2 separate regions of the Rattus norvegicus genome follow, and region 2 is linked to region 1. A link is a contact called in public Hi-C data. All regions are on one chromosome and are shown on one strand. Each heading gives the region's core, a stretch centred on a gene start, on an enhancer-like site or on the middle of the called end of the contact. The rest is flanking DNA. Distances are from core to core; before and after follow the strand shown.

Region 1 (5,079 bases), core at 1,600-4,099:
AGCTCTGAGCATAACTGAGGATAAGTCACAGTTTAGGTGAGCTCCTTTCAAAGAGATGAAATGTAAGATACACATAGCAATCCAGAGAGCCAGACGTCATGCAATTCTAGAACTCCATGAGTCCCTGAGGGAAAATCACCAAGAACCTATTTTAATCAGTACCTGACTCAATAGCCTTGACCCTGTTTCCAGGCATACATAAACAAGGGAAGTCTGCTGAACAAATGAGCTCATTAACAAAGATGTATCTAGCCACACTGAAATTCCCTCCACAAGGAAAGAAAGACCCAGCTTTCCAGGGGTGAACAGCTCTACCATCCATCATCAGGAGGAACTGAAAAGCTCTTCACTGGTGACATATGTGCCAACTACACAGAAGGCCAGCTGAGCTCTTAAAGGCCTACTTCACGGGCTCTGCTATGTACACGGAGGCTCTGAGCTGAGGAGGCTGCTGCTCCAGCTCTCTTCCCACCCTTTCTTGCTTCCTCCCAGGTGGTGGAGCTACTGCTGCTCCCTCGGGAGCTCTACTCGTGTTTCCTGGAGCCTGCCTCCGCCTGTTATATGCTCTCCTGAGGACTCCTAATCGTTCTCAACACTGTCATGGCAACACTGTCATGTCTCTCCTCAGAGTCTTTTCTTTGGCACATTTGCTTGAGGTTTTAGGGGAAATCTAAGTCATCAAACATTGCAGAAACTAGGATGAAGCTCCTTGCTCCTACTGCTGGCACGTTCCCTCCACCAGCCACTCTCCAGTCTACAGGTCAGGCACTGAGCCCTCAGGAAGCCCACCTGACTTTGCTCTCTGTTCTCACAGCCCACCCTATGCATGTTTTATTCACCATGCCATTTTATAATTATCCACTAGTGGCACCCCTCACACAACCAGGACACAAGCACTCTTATATCTCGAGCGCTCAAGCACAGTAGGTATTTGATAAAAATTCAGTTTGTTTTTAATGAAGAGGTGTGGCAGTTTATCTCAAAGCAGACATCAAAAACAACAGGACATGGCTGCCAGTATTATATTTAGGGACCATTGGGTATTATGTGGCTGGACCCAGTGGGAATGAGAGGAAGGAACAAAGAACCCTGCTGAGGCAAAAAGGGATTGGAATACAAAGAGTTTAAATCATGCTAAGTGTATTCCAGGCCCTGGCAACCAGCAGAGCCCCTTAAGAGGTCCCATCAGCTTTTGGGGCACCTCTGGTGTCCAGCTCTGCCAGCAGCACCACAGAATATGCAGTTTCCCACTTTGGCAATGACTCTGACAAACAGACGGAAAACTGACTAGAAAGGATGGAAACTTAGAGACAGGAAATGTGGTTCAGAAAGGAAACAAGATGACAGCTCAGACAGCTCAGGTATTTATGATAAGCAGGTCTCACCTTGAGGAGAAGGGAGGGATGAGGCAGGGGTGAGGAATTTTAAAGACACCCACAATGAGAAACACAGGGCTAACCAGCAAGACAGCTACAGGAGGACCGAGATAAAGGTGAAAGGTCAGCAGAGCAGAAGCCGGGCTAGAACAAGAACAGTGGGGACAGAACCAATGACATCTGTCTCTGAGGGACAGACCAAAGCAAGCATTCCAGGACACACAGGTGTATGCAAATGCCCACTAGATTTACACAACTGCAGAATCCTAACTATTACAAAATAGAGGGAGAACTTTGTGGTCAGGTACCTGTAATTAACTGTGGGAAACTCAAAGGGTGACACAGTTATTTGCATACTAGCCCGTCCTTCTTCGGTGTCTGGTGATTATCAAAGCAGCAACCCTAACTAGCTTCATGACGTGCTACTGAACTGCCGCTGTAATATGGCTCTGAGGCGAATCTGATACTCACATGTCTCCTCTCAGCATCGGTGCCATGCTGACCTTGGAAGCAGGCTATCAAACGCTTATGTGAATGGTGGCACATTGACCGCACAGTGTCCAGTCGACGTTCAATCTGTCAACGCAGAGACAAAAGAGCAATTTTCAGGCCTTAGAAAGAAATTCAGCTTTCTCCATGTGTGGTGTGTGCATGGAGGTAGGAAAAGCAAGCTGCAATGAAAATTCTCAGCTCTTGGGTGTTGACAGACAGCTCCTATTCATACCACAGTTCTTACTGCTGACACACAATGGTCCTGGGTTGCAGGAGGTTGTCCTGTACACTGTGGTGTGTGTTTAGTGGCATCTCTGGCCTCTACGTACTAGATGTAAGTAGCACCCCACGCCCCAAGATGTCATCTCCAGGAAAGCACACAGCTAGCCTCCAAAGCTGAATCTGTTTAGGTTAAGGGACAATTGTGTCTACATTTATGAGGCCAAGTAGTGGCAGTTAGAGCACCAGCAAAGCTCTAGTCCAATCAAACCAACTCCTACCTACTGCCACGGGGGACAAGTCAATAGGGACAGCAGAAGCACAGATAATTGGGTCTTCCACACACAGGGCAATAGACCCAAAATCCAGGTGGCACAGCCAAAACAGAATCAGTATAAAAACCTTCTTCCATATTAAGTTTGGGGTAGGTTTTTGTTTCTCTTTTAATGAGGCCCCCACAGCAAAATGGATACCTAGCAGTAGGGAACACTGGCCTAGGAACCCACACATCCTGAATAGCCTCTCAAAATAAGACTGCTGGAATATAGCTGTTTATGGCAAAGAGGGCTGCTTGTTACAGGAAGGAATGCCAAAAATGTGAGTTCTGATGACTCATGCAGAGTGAGAGCCAGTCCTCAGGGATGCTTTCCATTTTAATGAGAAATCAGCAAAATCAAAACAGAATGCGTTGTGGCCCCTAGTTGCTTTGTGCCTGTTTCTCAAAGGTACCTGGACACAGGGAGCGTCTCTTCAGACCCACACCCCAGTCACCAGACTATGACCCGCAGGCAGGCTGACACTCAGGAGCACATGCCATAGCACCCCATCTACAGTGGCCACATGGCAGAGCATTAGAAAACTAACAGTCTCTGGATGCCTTAAGAGCAAATGACACCCAGAATCCCGGAACTTCTCATCAACACACCAACTCCATGAGGGCAAGAGCCCTGTCTGTCTGGTTCACTGGTCCCCCAAGGGCCTGGCTCACTATCTGCCACAGGTCTCTTGACTATGTTAGACAAGTACTGAGTACTCTTCTGTGCCAGATATTAGAAAAGCAACAGAGAAGACATTCTGGTCTCCATCTGCTGCAGTTCACAGTCTCCTGGTGCAACACTATGCCATTAAAATAAAAGGCAGCTCTGGCAGAAAGAGATCAGAGAAGGTAGTGTCACCTCAGAGACAGGCCAGCAACACAAACCTGGTGGCCTGTAGTGGTGATCAGAGCAGCTTGAAACAAACCTGTCTCTCAGGCTCCATTGTCAAGATGCACCACAATTTTGTCCATTCCCTCATTAGCCCGCCTTCATTAGTCTCTCCCCATGGGGCAGAAAATGCCAGCAACTTCACTGGAGTCTAGTGGAAACTGAGGCACTGGGGGATTAACTTAATCCTAGGCCACAGGGTCAGCCCTGGCAGTAGAGTTAGCACCAGAACCTACTATTTTGGAGGGTTTTGTTGTTGTTGTTCTTTTCCTTCAAGTTAAAAACAGCAGAAGAGAGAGAGAGAGAGAGAGAGAGAGAGAGAGAGAGAGATTGATTGATTGTGTAAATACCTGTGGCAGTTATGAAGACAGCAAAGAAAGGTCTGTATTATCAAAGTAGGGTATTCCAGAGGGGACAAAGCTTTCACACCCCACAGACAATGAAGACAGCTCTTCTCCAACTACAAGGGTCTCGCCTCAGAACATCAAGGGTTAAATGTGATGATGTAAGTACTGTGGCAAGACAGCACGAAAACATGAAAACCGAGCTGGAGCTAAAGTGCACAAACAGCACTTCAGGAAGGAAGTGGACTTAAACAAGTGCCCTGAACTAACAAGGGCCAAGAATGTACACAGATCTTTGTTTTGTAGGCTGGCCTTGAACTTAGAATCTGCCTACCTTTAAAAAAAAAAGTTTTTTTAAAAAAAAATACTAGACTGTAGGTGTGGCTCAAAGCAGAAGAGATCTTAGATTGCTCTTGGTTCAATCCCCAGCACTAGAACCAAAACCCAAAACAACCCCCAGACCCAGTCCCCAGATCCATGGATGGATTTGGACATCTGTAACATTTAGCCAACCATGGACCAAAAACCTTCAAAAGAAAACTTCTGTAAGACCATGTGCAGAGTTCTCATTGCTGTTCCCTAAACAGCCCAGCATGAGGACTATGCACACAGCACAAACATCGAGTTGGGCACTGCAAATAACCAAGAAGAGATGAGGCTGGACTGATGCTCGGGGCAGACCACTTTCCTACTTTGTGCAAAGGCCTGTGGTTTTCAGCACAACAGTAAGCAAATAAACAAATAAAGATGTTATCAAAAGGATGTGTGCAAGCTAAATTCCAACACTGTACTGTTAGTATGAGGATATCTAGAATGAATCTGTCAGTGCAGGTGGCTGACACAATTCAGGATGTTTGACAGGCTATGATGGAGGGAAACTCTTTTCTGACTTATGCCAGCTCCTTTCTCCACAGGAAGGAATGGATAGACTCGTAGGGCCAAACTCTTGGTCTTCAGAGCCACACTTCATTAGCCAGACTGCTGTATAGGTTAAGGAAGCACAAGGCAGGCAGGCAGGACATACTGCTTAACAAAGACTCCATGCAGCTGGGCTTCACCCTCCCTCAGCCTTTTGCAGTGGGTGGAGATGTGAACAGAAATGAAACATATAAAGGCTCCACTGTCTTCTCCAAGACCAAAGTCAGGGAAACGTCTTGACAGATGAACAGAGTAGCCCTGGCCAAAGTGTCCTGGCAGGAAACGGAAGGAAGGTCTGAAGTGAGGACACAGAGTGTCCCAGGCCTCTGGTTGGCTGTGGTACATCTGCTATGTTACTATGGCCTAAGCTTCTAAAGACCCAAGCAGGCCAGAGTTGTGAAGAAAGAGCATGAGCAGGAGAGAGAGCTTTAGGTTGGAGCCACTGGGGCTTCTAAGCAATGGGCAGGACCTGTCCTGCAGTCTCAAGGGCAGTATCCCAGCAGTGTATCAGAGTGCTAGCCTGCC
Region 2 (4,972 bases), core at 2,433-4,932, 42 kb after region 1:
TTCGGACCAACTCCTATGAGGATAGAATCATAGGGATGTGTGTGCTCCTAGTTACATCTGTCCAGTTCCTCTCTTGACACACATCAGCTCCTAACTTCATACTCCTTATCCTCCTGCACAGCCTCCTCTATCCAGACAACATTCACCCACCAGCACTCCTTGACTTCCTGGTGCACCCTCTGCCCTCTCTAGATTATCTGAAGCCAAGAGTTTTCAAGAGGGAATGCTTCCCCTTTTCCACAGCAAGACTGCAAAAGCTCAACGAGGTTTTTCTTGCTTGCCTAATCAGTGTCTGCCCATTCTCCTTCTGCTGGTAACAGTGCCCCAGTTTACCTTTGGGAACCAGCACTCCTCCGCTCTCTATTTGGGTGGGGTTAAGTCCATTCCATTTCCCAGGAAAGGCATGTGACCCAGAAACAGAGCCAATCCAGGACTTTGGCCACAGTCACAAAGTATTCTTTTCCTATGAGACTATGCTGGGGATAATGGAAGTCTGTGAACACAGCCTGCCTAAAGAGTGAACCCCCCAGAACGCTCTCAGATCCAGCACTGGGATGACTGGGGCAGGAGGACTGGGAATTCTGGCTATACAGTGAGATTGTCTCAAACAAAAGCAGTCCTATGTCTAGACTCCTGCTCACAGGCCAAAGAATTCCTTTCTGCTCAGGCACCTTGAATTATTTTTTTTCCTTCCCCAGAAGAGACCTAATTCTTGCAGGAAAGTCTGAAAGCAGTGTGTGGAGGTGGAAGGAAAGCAGAGGCTCTGCTCACGCCTCCCAAGAGCAGCTTTCACGAGCTCCTCCAGCCAGGGGCAGACAGGTTCTCCTCTTTGCACCTGCTAGCCTTCCGGAAGTGCTTATCTTATGTTCACAATTACTTGGGGTTTGCCTATCTCCTCCATACATCTACCGAGCAGCTCTAGGGCAGAGATCTCATTTGTATTGGTCTTTGATTCTTTAGTATCGCACAGTGATATACAGTATAGCCTCAGTGTTCGCTGAATAGGAGGCTCAACAAAGAGTGGGTGACAAAGACATCCATCCCACTACTCTTTTTTAGGGCACCCACATCGTGAGAGCACCTCATAAGCCTTGCCCACAGACTCATCCATCCTCTCCACAATAATTGCATCATGGTAGCTCATTCTTTCTAGGCATTGCTAATCCATGCCAGTCCCATGAAACTTCTCAGTGGAGTTGTTACTCACGAGCATTCCATCCTACAGAAATTCCTCACTGCAAGATAGCACCTGGAGCTCCACAAACTGATAACGGTGGACGTTCACATATATAAACTCCTTCTCTATCCAGATCACAGCTGGGAGAAATCTGTGCTAGAAAAGCATTCATCTTTATCCAAATACTCCTTCTGATGCATACCAACCATCTGGCTCACTGAATTATTCTCAGTTCTGTCCTCCATTTTTCTTCCTAAACCCTTATGGTCATTTAGAGAGAACACACACACACACACACACACACACACACACACACACACACACACACACACACGGGATTGGGGGGAGGTTATCTAGGAAATCAACAACAAGAGAACAACAGGTTTTCTCCCCAGTAAAAACAGATGTTCTGACTTTAGTCTCATGGCTGCCACACCCTTACAGCTCTGTAATAGCTGCAGCTTCCCCTGGCATCTAGCAATAAAGACTTTCAAACAGAGTCAAAGGTCAGGACCAGAATTACTGTCCCAGTATGAATCACTACCACTCTATCCTGTTCATATTTTCCCAAACTTAATCCTGCAGCACCAGGCCATGTAGTACCAGCTAGAATCCTGGAATTAACAATTTTGACAGGTCATCTGTTGTGGGATGGGAGTCACCGACCCTGGGAAACAAAGACACATAGGAAAGACTCTGACTTTCAGGGTGCTCATCTAGCCAACACAAGCAGGTAAAGAGGCAGTTTGATGATAGAAAGGAGATGATGCCCATCTGAGACAGCAAGGATCTTCTAAGGGCACAGAGACCGAGTGAGGTGAAGAATGAGAGAGGTTATCTATCAGTTAGGTGTGGTAAGAGAAGCTTCGGGGGATTCCAGGAAGAGGATAACATGTAAGAAACATAGGCCTCCCATGGAAACCGAAAGTGGGCAAGTATGGCCAGAATATAAAACTAGGCAGAGAGGCTAAGGAGAAGCAGGGGCCACAAAACCCTAGTTTTCAAGACAGAAAGCTCTCAGAACTTTGCATAAAACCAGCAACTTTCCCTTGCCCCACACAATACAAAACCTGATAAATAAATAATGAAGACATTGTGGTATCCACCAAGTTTTGATTCTGCCATGCATACTACTAAGAACTCTGAAAGGAGTACAAGACTCATAAGAAATAATCACTTCTCATAATATTTCTTGTTCAAGCCATTAGGACTACTTGCCTTGATCCTTCACTTTCTCTAATTCTACAAGCAACAAAAACTAGGCATTTCTGGGTTTATGGGGCAGGGACTGAGTCTGGATAAATGATACTAAGATTATGCGATGGAGAGGGTTTTTTGTTTGTTTTTTTCTTTTTTTCTTTTTCTTTTCTTTCTTTTTTTTTTTAGAAACTCACTAACAAAACTTAGCAAAAAGTTGAGGGAAATGAAACATTGCAAAAAGCAAATTTAGAACACCCAAGAGGAAGTAAAAGTATTTTCCTACACATAAAAAAAGAAGTGTCTCACGTGCTTCAACCAAACCAAGCTCCCCTTAACTGCTAGGGGAGGAGGGAAAGAGCGAGAGCTGTGAAAAATCCATCTCTCTCTGTGCAGAATAAACAGCAAATTGGTTCAGCACAGCTATCTGCCCTGCAGACCTTGAAATATTTGTTCCAGATAGCACAGCACATGACAACAGCCTCCTGAAAGCTCTAAAAACCGCAATCATTCCTGATCTACAGCCTACTTCTTATCTACTGTCCCTCCTGTATTCTATCATTAAAAATATCAGTTTCTTGTCAAGCACTCACGCAGTCTCACAAAAATACCACATCCCAGGTGAGAAAAGGCATCCTTTTCTCTTTCCAAAACCTACCAGACCTCAAGAACTCGCGGCAAATTCCCCAAAGCCTGGATTTTGAGACTGCACTTCTCGATTCCTTCACAGAGGGGAGGGAGGCTGAACTTAACTGGGCAAGCCACACTCGACTAACACCCTTTGGATTCCTAGTGACCAGCAAGCTCTTCCCGGGGGGGGGGGGGGGGGGGGAGGCTGCAACAGCGGGTCGGCGGGGAGAGCCTGAGAACACCAGTCCCAAAGCTGAGCGCCTGGCACTGCGTGAGGCACACAAGTTTACGGAGTTTTCACACCAGGCAGCGAGCTCCGGCTGGCGGGGACAGGGAGGAGTGAAGACTCGCGTGGGTCTCCTAAGGGCGATGCTCCTCGGGGCAGGACAATGGGCAGCGCCCAAACCTCAACAGGGCGCAGACCCCCGCCCCACGGGGCCCAGGCCGGGCCGCGCCCGGCTCTCCCCGCTCCCCGGCTCCTCGCGCGCGGGACCGGCCCGCCCCCCCGCGCGTCTCCCGCCAGCGCGCCCCGCGCACTCGCCTGCCGACAGTCTGGTTGGCCAGCTGCTTCATGCGGTTGAATTGCTTCTTCATGGCGGCGGCGGTGGCGGCAGCGGCAGGCCGCGGGGCTCGGGACGAGGAGAGCTGGGGACCGTCTGGCGGGTCCTACCTACATCGCTTCCCGGCCCCGGAGGCGGTGACGGAGGCTACAATTCGACCCCGCCCTCGCGCGTCACTTCCAGCCCCGCCACCCGCCCCTAACACGAGTGGGGCCGAGCCGAGCCGAAAGAGGCCGAAACTAGAGAGGTGGAACAGGTGCGGACAGACCAAAAATGGGTGGAGTTAAGACGATCAGGGCGGGGACCAGGGAGGCCGCGCCGAGGTGGGTGGAGCCTAACCGAACAGGGCCGAAACCAGATAGGTGTAGCCGAGCTGGCCAACACCGGCCGAAACCAGAGAAGTCAGGCAGAGCAGGACGGGGTAGAGCTAGGCAAAGTTAGGGGTGGAGCCGAACCAATCGGTGAGCAAGGGGTGGAGTTGAGCCAATAGGAGACGAATGAGCGTGGCTTTGAGAGCTAGAGCGGAGAAGAGACCCGGCGGTTCTGAATTAGAGCCGAACAGGATGGGCAGAGCAGAGCCAAACTTAGCTACCTACTCTAGTGGTGACAATTAGAACGCGAGTGAGCCTCTCAGATCTTGGCCCGGTCCGGCAAGGCGGAACGCAGAGATGGGGCCTTGCCCAGCCGGACCGGGGAGTCCAGCCAGCAGGGGAAGGGAGTTATGAGGGGGAGGAGAGTCCGGCCAAGCCTAACCGAATAGGATGCCTAGTCAAGCAAGGGAGAACTGAAACGAACTGAGGTTAAGCTGAGCCGAGTGGACCTAACCTAGAGCGGTGCGTCTGACCAGGGTATATCCTAGTTGGGCAGGAGTGAGCTGAAGCAGATCTACAGGGTGAACCAGCTCCACGCCCTCAATACCTGAACCCCTTGCCCTCTTTCCTACCCAAAGAGCAAAGTATCAGGAGAGTGAGTGTCATGGAGGCCTGCGACTCCTTTTAGCAGGGAAAGGCTAAAAGAGTAGGGTCAATCAGATGAGGGCCACCTATGGAGTATACACCCGTGTCCGGCAGCCAAAGGAAACTGGCCTTCGCTAGGCCCCTGCACTGATGGGTCTCTGAGTTCCTGCTGCCTTAAATGACAAGGTTCTGATTCCCCGCCCTGCCCTGCAGGTACAGTGGAGCTGGGAAACTCAGTGGGACCATTTCTGTTTTGCTGAACCCTTTCTTCCAATTGAACCAAGCTAGTTTTATAACTTTCAGCCATGCTCTCCTGACTTGGCAGCCTTGGCTCCATATACATAACACTCCCCGTGTCCAGTGGGCTATGGCATCCTTCACAGTCTGTGTGATGGTTTAAAGTGTCAACTTGACAGGATCTAGAGTCACCTTAGAAACAAATCTCTGTGTCT

Evidence for each region. A called contact is a pair of places that touch in the nucleus more often than the background predicts.
Region 2: a Hi-C map of prefrontal cortex shows a contact between it and region 1, with 2.4 times the contacts expected there. The contact joins the promoter of Arhgap17 here to the enhancer-like site in region 1. A contact is called at or near these places in 7 of 12 Hi-C or Micro-C datasets (the A7r5 cell line, frontal cortex, kidney and 3 more).

Annotation. Positions count from the first base shown.
Region 1 is chr1:187,283,127-187,288,205 of GRCr8, forward strand. It overlaps Arhgap17 (Rho GTPase activating protein 17), which reads right to left. Exons shown (of 21, transcript NM_001270693.1): 3 at 1,848-1,952. Among named protein-coding and RNA genes, the nearest start is that of Arhgap17, 42 kb to the right of the region's middle. Within about 2 kb of position 2,850, at least 28 of the 93 cell types and tissues checked have an H3K27ac peak or open chromatin away from gene starts, as enhancers often do. A contact at or near this core is called in the A7r5 cell line and prefrontal cortex, where this site is marked.
Region 2 is chr1:187,324,254-187,329,225 of GRCr8, forward strand. It overlaps Arhgap17 (Rho GTPase activating protein 17), which reads right to left and starts at 3,683. Exons shown (of 21, transcript NM_001270693.1): 1 at 3,546-3,683. The coding sequence starts at 3,598.